Regions from separate parts of the Canis lupus genome. Here region 2 is linked to region 1. Evidence: chromatin contacts called from public Hi-C data. All regions are on one chromosome and are shown on one strand. Each heading gives the region's core, a stretch centred on a gene start, on an enhancer-like site or on the middle of the called end of the contact. The rest is flanking DNA. Distances are from core to core; before and after follow the strand shown. Region 1 overlaps NEDD4L (E3 ubiquitin-protein ligase NEDD4-like). Region 2 holds the start of NEDD4L (E3 ubiquitin-protein ligase NEDD4-like).

What was found. Hi-C and Micro-C count contacts between places; a contact is called where the count stands out from the background.
Region 2: a contact with region 1 is called in a Hi-C map of skin fibroblasts, with 2.3 times the contacts expected there. The contact joins the promoter of NEDD4L here to the enhancer-like site in region 1. A contact is called at or near these places in 2 of 9 Hi-C or Micro-C datasets (amygdala and skin fibroblasts).

Annotation. Positions count from the first base shown.
Region 1 is chr1:17,949,784-17,956,322 of UU_Cfam_GSD_1.0, reverse strand. All of the region lies in intron 2 of NEDD4L (E3 ubiquitin-protein ligase NEDD4-like), which reads left to right. Among named protein-coding and RNA genes, the nearest start is that of NEDD4L, 120 kb to the left of the region's middle. Within about 2 kb of position 2,577, at least 5 of the 20 cell types and tissues checked have an H3K27ac peak or open chromatin away from gene starts, as enhancers often do.
Region 2 is chr1:18,068,274-18,075,457 of UU_Cfam_GSD_1.0, reverse strand. It overlaps NEDD4L (E3 ubiquitin-protein ligase NEDD4-like), which reads left to right and starts at 2,677. Exons shown (of 27, transcript XM_038525922.1): 1 at 2,677-2,792. The coding sequence starts at 2,745. LOC119870721 (a long non-coding RNA gene) reads right to left here and starts at 3,816. Exons shown (of 3, transcript XR_005353442.1): 1 at 3,538-3,816; 2 at 566-672.

The DNA of each region.
Region 1 (6,539 bases), core at 1,328-3,827:
CCACCACCCTTTCCTCATCAAAGGAGGAGGGAGAGGTTTCTGTGTCAGGCAATGGTTCCCCTGTTTCTGTTTTTTAAAGATTTTATCTATTCATGAGAGACAGAGAGGCAGAGTCACAGGCAGAGGGAGAAGCAGGCTCCCTACGGGGAGCCCAGTATGGGACTCGATCCTGGGACCCCGGGTCACGCCTTGAGCTGAAGGCAGACGCTCAACTGCTGAGCCCGCCCCCCCCCCTCCCCAGGCGTCCTGGTTCCCCCGTTTTTAGGAGGTGAAGGCAACTCGCCAACACGTTGGGTGGCCGGGCCTCAGAGAGGCCTTGGGAATAGTGTGGCCCGGGCCCACTCTGCGTCTGTGTTGACAGCATCGCTGCCACTGAAGGTGAAGATACCCTGGTCTACCTAGAAGTTATGCTTTTAAAACTAGACACATGTACAGCCCGGGTGGCTCAGCGGTTTAGCACCGCCTTCAGCCCAGGGCGTGATCCTGGGGTCCCGAGATTGAGTCCCACGTCGGGCTCCCTGCATGGAGCCTGCTTCTCCCTCTGCCTGTGTCTCTGCCTCTCTCTCTCTCTCTCTCTCTCTCTCTAGTCTCATGAATAAAAAACAAAATCTTTACAAAAAATAAAAAATAAAAATGGACCCATGTCTCTGGAATCGCCAAGCGTTACTACATTCCTCAGATACAAATCTCCTGTGTTGTCACGTTTCATCTTCTAAGAAACATTGTCAATAGATTTGATCAGATTCTTTCTACTTGGGGTTCATATTTGGGGGAGGGACCTGGAAGATAAAATGTTTAAGATGGCTTATACCCTGAGTGAACTGGCAGGTTCTCAAGTGGGAAGCAGAGCCTTCTCGGAGGGCCGTGTGTGGTTCTCTAAGTCGGGGGCCGGGGGCTTCTCTGAGAAGGGCCCGATGGTCCAGGGCGTAGGCTGGGCCGGACTTGCAGTCCCCGAGGAGCGCAGAGGCAGGGGGGATGGTGTGTGATGGGTGCGGCCCTGTGCCAGGGCCCCAGGCCCCCGCCTGCCACCCTCTGAGAAGTAGAAGTTACTGATTTTCTACAACATACATATTTAGCATGGGGAGTGCCAGTATTATTTGGTCATGATTTTCAGATTCAACTCTTCCATAGAGCTGCTGGTTAGTCGACAGACAGGCATTGAGTCAGTGTTGACTTTTTGGGCGCGGAGGAATGGGATTTTCTAGATAGTGCAGGAGTATTTTTTTTTTTCTTTCTTTCCCCCCCTTCAAGGGCAGCATGATTACAATATGGCTTATGGAACTCTCTAGATGTGCGCTGTGGATTTTGAAGTCTGCAAATGAATACAACTGCAAAAATGTTTCTGTCCTGGACAAAATGATTCTCACTGCTTTGTCTATCAATATGTGAATAATACAGTTGAGTTTCTATGTGTACAAGCAGATGGGCAGTCACGTAATTTAGTGTATCGTGGGACGCCTGCGTGGCTCCGCAGTTGAGCATCTGCCTTTGGCTCAGGGTGTGACCCCAGGGTCCTGGGATCGAGTCCCCCATTGGCCTCCCTACGGGGTGGGGAGCCTGCTTCTCCCTCTGCCTGTGTCTCTGTCTCTCCCTGTGTCTTTCATGAATAAATAAATAAAGTCTAAAAATAAATAAACAAATTAGTGTATCGCAATTAAATATTGCCCGATTGCTCCACTGAATATTTTTGGGACTTTGGGACCTTGAGTGCAAGTAATGTTTAATAAGGAATCCGCAATATGGAGCTCCTGAGTCAATTATTAAAAGAACTGGTATTTCTGCTGTATAATATCAACACAAGTGATATAACAGACGCCTTGCCTCTTAATGAGCTTGTGCTAGCATTCCTTCTGGTGTGCCGAATGGCATGGGTAGTAAATGTGCTCTGAGCGCTGTTGTTTGCATTTCTTGCCTTTGTTGATCAAGGTGCACTATTGTGCTTCCGCTTTTGAAGAACTGATTGTTGTTTCAAGTCTCTGTTATTTTTAGATGCTTGAAATTCTAAGCGTTCATGGTAGGAAAACAGTGAAGTCTTTGAAAGAAATGCTACCTTTCACGTTTGGGGGCGGCCGACTGGGAAATCAAAACGGGTGAATCTTAAAAATGTGATCCTGGTTTCTTTCTGGTTGTTTTTGCTAGTGAGAAAATGATAGTGTTGGTTGGATATTCTCTGCCTCTGACTTGTCAGCTCTTGGGTGTTCACTGTGAACGGTGGCTTTAATTTTGTTGAAGTGATTCTTAAACGTTACCTAGGTAGTCTGGCCAGTAAAAAAGAAATTTGCAACACGGGAAAAAGAAATTTCCAGAATGGGTTACGGGCTCCCTGCAGTGTGATGTCATTTTCTCAGTTATTAAATATATAGTCTGACCATCCTGAGATTTGAATGACTAATGAGGTCGTATAACTCAGGATCTTTGCTTTGCTCCTTACACTCTTTGCCTGGAACGTCAGAATATTTGAAACTGTTCTTTCTCTGCGGTGATCTGTCTTAGCTGGCGGCTCCCACCACAATCGAGGTGCCTGAGCTGGGGACCTGGGAGGTGTCCTGGGTTCTCTCCATCCCTCCTGCCCCCCAGCCTCATCTCCGTGGGGGTAGAGGCCTTCCCAGGTGGTTTTCGCGTCTGCCCTCTCGCCCCGTCCTTTCTCACATCTATAGAATTGTCTCTCCAGCACAGACCGTGTTCTCCTGGCCGAACCTTTCAGGGATCAGTCATTGCTGTGGATTAAGTCCTGGCTCCTTAACCTTGACAGAGGAGCCCTCCGTGTATCCTCCAGTGTGTCTTGGCCTCCACCTCCCCAGGCAGCCACACTCCCTGTCCTGTGCCTTTGCTGGTGCCCAGACGACCACCATCTCTCTGTCTTGCACAGCTGCCTTATTGTCCTTCATGCCTACACCCCCAACACTGCCCCGCCCCGAGCCCCCCCCCCCCCCCCCCCCCCCCCCCCCCCCCCCGCTTCCCTGTCTCCACTCACTTTGCTCAGATCCCGGGGCGTTGGCTTTGTTTGCTCACCCCATGCAGCTGCCCGTGGGCGCATGGGGCTATGCTGTTGGAACTTCCCTCTGCACCCTGCTGTGGTCCCACATTGGCCCAGGGCCACCAAACCATAACTGCCAACACCCCCCACCCCATCTCCACCCAATGTGCTTGGCAAACTATTGCACGTTCCTCTCAGCCCCTTGGCTCTTGGCGCCCTTCCTGCCACTTGGCTGGGTTTATTTCTCCTGCTTTTGTGCACTCCCAGTGATTTATACGTGGCCAGATCTTCCTTACCCACTCATTTCATAATATTTATTTTATTCTGTATGTATCTTTAAGACCCTCCTCCTTCTTGTGCACATTATCAGTGTTAAGAACACAAAAATCCTCTACTAGCACGTGCATTATTTCCAGCTCTTTCTTCCTTTGAAATTGCTACAAATGCAAAACCTTTAAGAAATCCCTCACCCTTAACTCCTCTGTCCAGTTCGCTGGAGTTAGAGGGATTGCGAGCATCCCTGACCTTGAAGGCTTCCCGGGTGGCTCTTTCTGCGAGGCCACCAAGATGTATCGGGGAGTTAGAACTCCCTCTGGTGGCCGTATCGTCGGGTGTGTGTTCATTCTGGACTGAACTTGGTATTCAGGTCTAACAGTCCTTTGGAGTTCTTTTTAAATTTAATGTTCTGATTTTTAAAATTAACTCAGATCTTTGCTTTAACAGGTATTTAAGTCCCTCTCGGATCATGACACATGGAGGAGAAAGAATTTTACTTTAAGCCATTCCTACTTTTTTACATGGTTGGTTTTAAAGTAAACAATAAGTAGCATTAACTTTATTTCCCCCTTTTTCTCTTCCTTTCTCTGCCCAATAACTTCCTAAGCTTGTCATATCATTAAAATAAAATGTCGCAGATTGCAAAAGAATAAGTAACTGATACTGGGAAGAAATGAAATTCTTCAAATGAGGGGTACTGTGTTCCAGTATGGAACAGGTAGCATTCACAGTCAAAATGAATTATACTGTGTTTTTAGCCTCACACTTGGATGGATCAGAACTTAGCACTCTGTTTTGTCAAGAAAGGGATTTCCAGGCTGACATGTTTAATATAGAAAAATAATCATTATAAACAGTACCTCTTTCCATGCTAATTATGGGAAACAGGTATTGATCATCTCAAAAATATTTGTATTTGGCTCTGGAGTTAAAAAAGACCCTTTGCCTGTAATTGTGAGGTGGTTGAGAAGTCTTTACCACTACAGAGAAGTTCATGGAGAAATTCATGACCTGAAGAACTAGATTCAGAAAAGACGAGAGGTTTATTTAAATAAAAAGCCTTTTTTCTCCAGGCACCTGGGTGGCTCAGTGGTTGAGTGCCTGCCTTCTGCTCAGGTTGTGATCCTGGGGTCCTAGGATCGAGTCCCACATCGGGCTCCCTGCGGGGAGCCTGCTTCTCCCTCTGCCTGCATCTCTGTGTCTTTCATGAGTAAATAAGTAAGAAAATACTTTTAAAGCCTTTTTTACTTCCCTGTAGCTAGATTGCTAATGATGCACATAGATAGCATTACTTTTCAGACTGATAACCTTCCAAAAACAGTAGCAGCACTTAAAAATATTTTTTTAAGTGCCAGATTGGCTAATTTTCTCCCAGGTGTGCTTGAGGGTTTGATTTTTGTTTTGATGCAGTTCTGTTGGGTGCCCACGAAGCTGTCGGGGCAGTCTGCCAAGGGGGTATGTAACAGCAAAGGACTGACTTAAACAGCATCGGGGTGGTTCAAACACCCACTGAAGAAAATGGCCTGGGTCATTATCTGCTCGTGTCACAATCCTGTTCTTCTCTCCCTTTGCCATTTCTTGGGGTTTGCAAATGCTGCCAAAAGGCAAAAACCAGAGGAAAGCCACGAATGCTTTCTGTGGAACAGAAAAACTGGAAGCCGCCAGGGAGAAAAATGAGGGAGATGAGTGTTGGTTTGAGCAGATATTAAAATAGTTCATTTTCTTTTCAGTTGAAGGCCGAGGTGCGTTGTCCGACTGTTTTCCTGAGATAATGTTTTCTTGTGACAGCCCCTGCTAATGCTAAAACCGTAGAACCATAGATAAATGCAAAGTCCTACAGTTTTCTCAAGGCACCTCCCGCTGAAGAACATGCCAGCCGCCAAAGCAGGCAGGTGAATAAAACCAAGAGACCCGAAACCATCTCAAGTGAGAAGATGCTGTTGAAGTGGCAGGGTACCTCTGCACCCCCTTGTTGGGTGGAGAGCCTGAGAAACCTGATGACGCCTCTCCCCCCCCCCCCCCCCCCCCCCCCCCCCGGGTTGCAGAGAGAGGGCTGGTAGGGCGGAGGGTGTTGGCCACTGTCATCACAGAGGACACTTGGGTCACTGCGGCTCCACCCTCAGGCAGCTTTCCCCAAGCCTTGCTCTAACCACACTGTGTCATCTTGGGCATTTGTGTAGTATCTGAGCCTTGATGTGCAGGGTAGACGACACAGAGAGGGTCCCTAGTAACAGTGAGGCATGGCAAAAGAAGCGTTGCTGGGCCCGATGAGGTTAGAAATACTACCAGGGCCTATACTTGGGTTGCAGCCTTAAGGACGTACGTACTGAAGACGACAGTTTGAGTGTCCATTGGAGAGAGATGGATCGTGTTCCTGCTCCTCCCAAACAAGGAAGCCCAGCTGTGCTCCTGGGCAGCACATCATAAATTGTTTCCCGGGTTAATAATGAGAAAGGTCGATGCGAGTGTTTTGGTTTACTTTCATATTTGCATGTTGGGGCACCTGGGTGGCTCAGGGGTTGAGCGCCTGCCTTCGGCTCAGGGTGTGATCCCTGGGTCCTGGGGTCGAGTCCCGCATGGGGCTCTCTGCGGGGAGCCTGCTTCTCTGCCTGTGTCTCTGCCTCTCTCTGTGTGTCTCTCGTGAATAAATAAATAAAATCTTAAAAAAAAAATGCATGTTGAGGACAGCTGGAAAAAGCTGCACGTTTGTTGTGGAACCTCAGCAGCCCTGTAAGAAGCAGAGGTAAAAGTCCCTCCTGCTTGGCCTTCCGCCCTGGGCCTGCTGTGACAGACAGGCGCTCTGAGCACAGGCCCCCAGATCTTTTGCGTGTCTGTGTCTGTGTCTGTGTCTGTGTGTGTGTGTGTGTGTGTGTGTGTGTGTGTGTGTTGAGGGGAAGGCACAACAATGACATCATACGACTGTAATGGCGTTAGACTCCACGGTACCTGTAGAAAGCACTCCAGGCGCCCTGTAGAGCTCAGTCTGCCTCCTCTCTATGGCCAGGGGGTGCTGGGGAGTGCAGAAAAGCTGCTGTGATGAGGGGCGCATCACCCTCCTGCAGGCCCAGAGTGGACAGGACTTGGAGAATGGCCTCCTGGATCATTGGGCCCGAGGTGACCTTGGTGGCCCTCCTGGCCGCAGCTCAACGCGGGCTGCTCTGTGCCTTGATTTTTTTTTTTCAGATGTTGTTTTTAGCTCCTTAGTGGTCCAGGCCCTGTAGAGGGAACTTAGGGTCCCTGTCTGCTCAGAGTTTATAATCCTTCACCTCCCTTCATCTTCTGCATC
Region 2 (7,184 bases), core at 1,428-3,927, 120 kb before region 1:
AATCAGGATCATAGAAAATATGTAGAGAGTAGGCTAGAGATCCCTACATTTTGCTCTTAGAATCTCCTGGAGCGCCTCTATAAATCCTGATGCCCACGTGGCACCCCACATCAACCAGATCCGTGTATGAGGGAGGGAGACAGAGAACAGTAGTTCTAAAGATCCCCAGGTGTTCCCGTGTACAGTGAAGTTTGGGAACCACCGGCAGAGGCTGCCATTCTCAACACAAACATTAGCATCACCTGGGAAACCACTGGAACTACTGATGCCTGCACTCCTCCCCTGAACCAATGTTATCATAGTCTCGTATGCTGGCAGCTGAGCACTTGGTATTGGGCACTGGATCATTTTAAAGCTCCCCAGATGGTAACAATGTGCATTCAGCATAGAGAACCACTGCCTTGGGGGGAAGCCGATTCGTAATTACAACGGGTACTGATTTCAATTTTTTATAGGTTCTCTTATGGCTCACAGCCTTAAAATTGGTCCTGAGTTTCCTGGTGGCCAAAGTAAATAGAAAAACAATCATTTGAAATAGTTCTCCTCATCGTATGTAAAAGCTTACCAGTTCCTTGGAAGAAAGAAAGCTTTTCCTCATAGGTCTGAAATGTCTCGAGTCTTCTTAACAGGGGCCATTGAATAATGGTATGGATCATGGTTTTATAAGCACCCCTACAATAAATGACATATGGTCAGTCTCACATCGTAGTTTCTAATTGCCATCCCTAAGGGAAAGCCAAGGATATGACCCAAGAGTGCCAGTAGTGTAGGCTGTTGGGGTGGGGCAGGGGAGCAGGAATGATGAAGAGGGGATAAGGGAAGTATGAGACACCTCTATGGTTTCCAGAAGTTATGGCTTTCCCCAGAGATAAAGCCTGGACCTGTGTACCCCCAGTGTGCAGGAAAGGTGTCCTATATCATTAGAAATTACAATTCTCTATTTGAAAACTTTAAAATCTATTACGCCCCCTCCACCTCCCAGGGTACAAGGCTTGGCAAAGTTTTGGGGTAGTGAGGGTAAAGAAGCAGTGAAGCCTATGGGAGTCACAGGCACCATGTTAAAATTTGGGGGGGGGGTGTATGTATGTGCACAGGTGTGCATGTTAGAGAACCTTTTGTTTATTAAAAGAAAAACAATCTAGGTCTGAAAAAGTGAAAAAACTTTGGCCCAAAAAGAACAGACCGGTCATTTCTGTTCCTCCATAAAGGTAATTTTCTTTTTTTCCCCCTCCGTTGGGCTTTTCTGGCATCTAAGTTCTGTTGACTTAATAGGACACGATTTGCAGACAAGAAGGCTTCGCAGGACAGTGCTGGCTCCACGGGGTTAAGTCTTGCAAAGAAACCCACCATACAGACCCATACAGACGCAGGGCACAGGGTTTTAAGCCACAGCAGTGTCACCGGGAGGCCTAGGTGGGGGCGGTAAGGTGGGGGATGCCCATTTTCTTTCGAAAACGATCTAGCAGGGCCCACAAGCAGATATTTTAGCAAAGTAGCTGGAAACAGGCATAAGGACGCTCATGGATCACGTGAGTTCTCCTTTCTTCCTCGAAACATTCTAAAAGCGCCCTGTTCATTCCAAAGTAGACATTCTGAGTGAGGCTTCTTTTCAAAGGAAAAATCGCATATTGTGCTTATAAAAAGACAAAAATTCGCAACTGCCTTTACCAGCTAAATTTAAGGAAAGGCTTCCCGGAAAAAGTGGAGGGATGCATTTCTTTCGCTTATTTAAAAGTCGTCGGCGGCGTCCCTATGGATCTTGGGGGTGACCAGGAGGGGATGTGCTCCGGGAGGCACCGCGGCCGGGACGCGGGAGGAGCCCGCCCGGGTCTGCACGTGCGGGGGGCGGGGGCTCCCCGAGCTGCACGGTCTCCCGCGGGGGCGCCCGGGCGAGCGGAGCCGGCTTTGCTCAGGGGGGCGGGTGCGCGCCGGGGCGGCGCGGCCTCGGCCTCGGCCTGCGCCCCCGAGCCTGACCCAGGCAGTGGCGAGCGGCGGCCACACCGGGGCAGCCTCTCCCCCGCGGGCGGCCGGCCGAGGGGTCCGGAAGCATATGCCCGCCTCCCCCCCGGACCATCGCGGCGCGCTCGGGGCTCGGGGCGCAGGGAGCGCGAAGGGGGTGGCCCGGGGCGCCCCGGGCGCCCCGCCCCCGCCCCCAGCCCCCCACGCCCAGGCCGCCCCGGCCCCATTGCGCGCGCGGGGAGGGCCGGCTCGGGGCGCACCCCCGCTCCCGCCCCCGCCCCCGCCCCGCCAGCCCTCGAGCGCCGCCCCCGAGCCCCGCGGGTGGGGGGGGCCTGGGCCCCGAGCCCCGCCGCGCGGCCTCTGATTGGCTTGGGGGGCGCGTGCGCCCGCCCCGGCGAGCGGGGAGGGTCCCCCCGGGCGCCGGGCGGGGGCGGGGGCGGGGGCCGGGGCGGGGAGAGCGGGGGCCGCGGGGAGCCGGGCTCGGGCGCGCGGAGAGCCGGCTCGGAGAGCGCCGGGGAGGGCGGCCGGCGGGCTGGGCGCGCTCCCGGGGCCGCCTGCCTGCACCGCCCCGCGGCCTTCCGGGAGGAAGCGGCGCCCGCGGCGGCCGGGGCGGGCGCTCGGGGCGGGCGCTCGGGCTCCCTCACCTGCCGGCGCCCGGGTCCCCCCGCAGCCCGCCCGCGGGACGCGCCAGGCCGGGCGCCGAGCAGCGCAGGAGCGCAGGAGCGCAGGAGCCGCCGGCCCAGCCGCCCGGGAGCGCCCCGCAGCCCGCGGGGGGCGCCGGCTCCATGGCGACCGGGCTCGGGGAGCCGATCTACGGACTTTCGGAGGACGAGGTGAGCGGCGGCCGCCCGGGTCCCGGCGGGCGCGGGGTCTGCGGGCGGGGTGCGCGCCGCCCTGGGCCGCGGGGACGGAGACGCGTGCGCCCCTCGGCCGCGCTCCCGGGCTCCCGGGCAACTTCCCGCCGCTCGGCCCTGCGGCCCGGGAGCCCACGCCGCGCGTCGCGGCCGGGTGTCGGCGGGACCTCCCGGGGCCGAGCGGCGGGCGCCCCGGGGCTGCGTGCGCGCAGGGGCAGGGGCAGGGGCGGGGGCCGAGGCCGGCGCGCCCGGGGGTCCCGGGGGTCCCGGGGCGGGGGCGCGGCCAGGGGCGGCAGGTGCCGCCGGAAACTTGGAGGGAGCCCGCAGCCCTGCCATGTCTTCTTTTCTTTTCTTTTCTTTTCTTTTCTTTTCTTTTCTTTTCTTTTCTTTTCTTTTCTTTTCTTCCTTTTTTTCCTCGGCCCCCCCCCCCCCCGGCTTCCGAGCCCGGCACCCCCGGGGTAGGTGGAGAGACAAAAGCTCAATCGCTCCCCCTTATTAATAAAGCAGATGCGGGAAGCCACGCCCCCGAGGCTGTGGCTGCGCGGGGTGAGCTTTGTTCGCGGCCTCCGAGGTGTCCCCGCGGCCCCCGCCCCCCCGCCCGCCCGGAGGGGACCCCGCGCCCGCGCCCGCCTCGGCCCCGGAGGGCGGGGACAGGTAGGGGGGCCCGTCGGCGGGGCGCGGGCGCGGGGCTCCCGGGGGCGCTTTACGGCCCTCGGTGCATTACTCAGCGGGGAGGTATTTCCTCTCCTGGTCGTGCGTTTCATGAAAAGTTGATGCCTGGAAATTCGAGGGTTTCGGGCTTTCTCTTTCTTCCCCCTCCTTTCTTTTCCGAGGTCCCCTCTTTCTCGGGTGCTGGGGGTGGGGTTGCTGGAGAGGCTGTTATCCGGACCTGCCCCGTGATGGCTTCTCTCTCTGCAGCTTTCCTGCCCTGGTTGGGGGTGTGTGTGCGTGCGTGTGTGTGTGTGTGTGTGTGCTTTGCAAGTGTGTGATGGAATCGTGTGTGTGTGCTTTGTGACTAATGGAATTGTGCGTGTGTGCACTTTGCAAGTGTGTAATGGAATCGTGTGTCTGTGCTTTGTAAGTGTGTAATGGAATAGTTACCTGGGGGTGGAGAGAGTGTTTGGGGGTAGGACTTTTTTTTTTTTTTTTCTTTCTTTCTTTCTCTCTCGCCAGAGCTACCTAAAGCTTGCCTCGGTATGTATTTTATCAAAGAATGATCACAATGCAAATAATGTGTGATTTACGTTTTCGATTATTTTGCCCTGCTGTGCTCAGGGCGAGGTAATTTCCCCCTTTTTTGAAGGGGGGGGGCAGTTACCTGGGGATGGGTGGTGAAAAGGCTCCTTGTTGCTTTCACCCAGGGGTTTCTCCCGCTCCCCGGCTCCTCTACCCTTTTGAGGAGCTTTCCCTTTCATTCGGTACTTCTCCATTTAATTAGCAGCCCTAGATGGCAGGCAGTGAGCTTTTAGAAAGGTGCTGAGATACTGACATTCCTGAACAAAGGGCTTTTTGAGGTATGGTGGGGGGAAGACAGCTGCACTTCAGCTTTGGTCTCTTGTAAATTTTAAATTACATGATTCTTAGCGCACCAAAGAAAAATATATTAAGAGTGTTTGGAGAAATTCAACTTGATGAATGGATTCTCTGCGTGCCCCTGTTGTGTGTTCTTTGTTTACATTTATATCTAGTGTCACCATCTACCTAGGGCACATCCTGCCTCTTTAGTTAACTCAGATCTCCTTAACTGGTGTCCAGTGTGAAAGCGAAGGGTGGAATATAAACAGAATTGGTATGTGTGTGTATATACGTGTGTATGTGTATGACTGGGTTTACTCCTGCACGTCGCTGGACCGGTGTTTAGGGCTGGTGTGGGGAACAGCCCAAGGTGCTAAGGCCATTTTCTTGATTGAGTGATGGATATGTTGCTGGGACTATTAAGTTCCTTCCGCACGTTAGATTACAAAAGACAAGTGGCATCTGTTGTCTTTTTTCAGCTTCTACCAGTGGGGGGGGGGGGGGGGGGAATAAGGCAAGACTGTTTTTGATGACTTCACATTTCTATGGTGTTTGCTTTTTTTATGGGAGGTATCGCACCGTCGGGTTAGCCTTTGGAAAATCAGGGAATGCCTTCGTAGAATATTAACAAATTGTTGAATTTGCACAGCTTGTTTTGTCTCCCTGAATTAGTCTGTGTAAGAAAACAAATGAAAGATCTTAACAGGCTCTTAAAGCAGACTGGCTCATGAAACCAATGGCAGGGTTGTTTTTCCAAGGCGTGTTAAGTATGAGTGCACTTCAGTTCACACACTTGGTGTGCTGCCGAACATCACACGTGAAGATATGTTGATTGCTACATAAGAGCTATCTTACACATCTCTTAGCAAACTAGGTGTCCTTATACCTAGCACATTTCTTAAAAGTGAGTTTGTATTTTCATTGGAAGTTGATGGAAAGCGTTGCGTGTTTGGAGCGCACTTAGCTTTCTGTCCCATCTCAGAAAGATTTTTTAGCTCTAAGTACTACTGGTGATGAAGCATTGCAGGGGGATGCCAAGACAGGATCTTGCTCCCAGGTCTCTCCAGCTTGTAGAAAGAGAGGAATTAAATATGGGCTTTGCTTGTGTGAGTGCGTGTACTGTTTATTTTTTGTGTGTCTTGTTGAGGTTCCTCAGTGAGCTCAAGCTCCTATTTACTGATTTGAATCAGGTCACCTTAGGGAAACCAAATTTGAAATTGCCATCAGATGAAGGACTTTGGTGTTTGAGAGATTAGCAAATTAGCAAAACTTGTGACTCTGGGCCCAGCATCAGATTTGGTTTGGAATTAGAACAGTTGGACTAGTTGCTGCATCTGGCTTGGTTCCTGGGCAGTTTTTTTGTTGTGCTTTTTGTTTTTATTTATTTTGTTTATTTTTTTTGGCAATCTGTAGCACATTTTGGCAGTTTACTCCGGAGTGTTACTGTTAACCTTGTGAAGTCTTTTTGTTGGAACATCTTAGAAAGGTATCATTTATTGAAAAGATTTCTGGGTGGAATACTAAAGTCTGAATGACAGCTTATTAGATGCGGCAGTTTTTTGGTGGTTACATGAGACAGATGGCCGGGCTGATGTGGGATAGCACTTTGACAGCCTTCCTCTGCATTATATACAAACAAGAATAGTTGGCTAATGTTTCATATGCTTTCTCTGCATCTAGCACCGTGTTAGCAAACTTTATGTACTTGCTGTCTCGTGTAATCCTCACGAACCTCCTAAGAGGTGTGCCAGGATTTACAGATGAGGAATAGAGGCTCAGAGAGGTTAGGTGACCCTTAGAAGGACACACAGTAAGTACGTATGGAGTCAGGATTTGAACTCCATTCTGTTGATTGCACAGGCCTGGTTTGTAGCATTCTTCCTGTCTTCCAGGTATCATGAGATGTCTTCATAGCCGGGTTGTTGAAGTTAATTTGCAGTGGAGATAAACATCAGGAGTTGTAAACTGAAGACTTGCAGGTCTGAGTTGACCAGGAGGCTGGCTTAGTATGGTCTTCGCTGTGCTTTAAAGCTCGGGAAGTTTTACAGAAAATGGCAAAAATCTGACCTCACTGGGGCTCCATTCTCACCTGGCAACAATTGTGTCCACGTTGTGGGGACAATGGGGAGGTGGTAGCTGTGCTGCAGTTCCTGCTACCCCCTCTACTGCTTATCGTTTTAGGGTTCTTTGAACTCCAGAACAAACATTTAAGGTTAACCTTTGGCCTAGGTATATTATCTTGAAGATGCTGTCAACCTTAAGATGCACCATTATCTTCTGTACCTCTAAGAGAGAAAAAAGTTGCTGTTGCACTATGATACACCGCTCATTTTATTATTATTATTTTTTTACACTGTTCATTTTATGGAGCATCCTTATTTCAGGCTGTTGCTGAATTCCAGACTCTCGTTAAGGGCCAGCTCTCGGACTCGTACCCCAGTCCTTCACTTTGAAGTCAGTTGCCAGTCAGATCGCTGCCTTTCTGTTTCTGAGAAAAGGGGTAGCATAAGGGAAATGCCCTTCACTGGGCATTGGCGGAGAAGAAACAGGGAGCCTATGAGATAGGCCACCCGAATAGCCATCTGTAAGTAATTGAGGGTAGCTGTTAATTTTTAAAAAATGGTCCATGTCAAGAGATTCCTTGAGATCCTGCGTGCCATCTTTGCAGCTGTGCAAAACAATTGCAAGATTGCGTTTGGAAATTAGTTTAGATATTGTTTGGATCTATAGGTGGTGCTGAACAGTTTTGTAGAGGCAGGTAAGACTTGCCCAGTTGTTCCAACTCCAAATGCCTGAGTCCAGCCTTGCAGAGCTGGCTGATGTGCTTTGTGCCTAGGTTGATGTGCTTTACTCCAG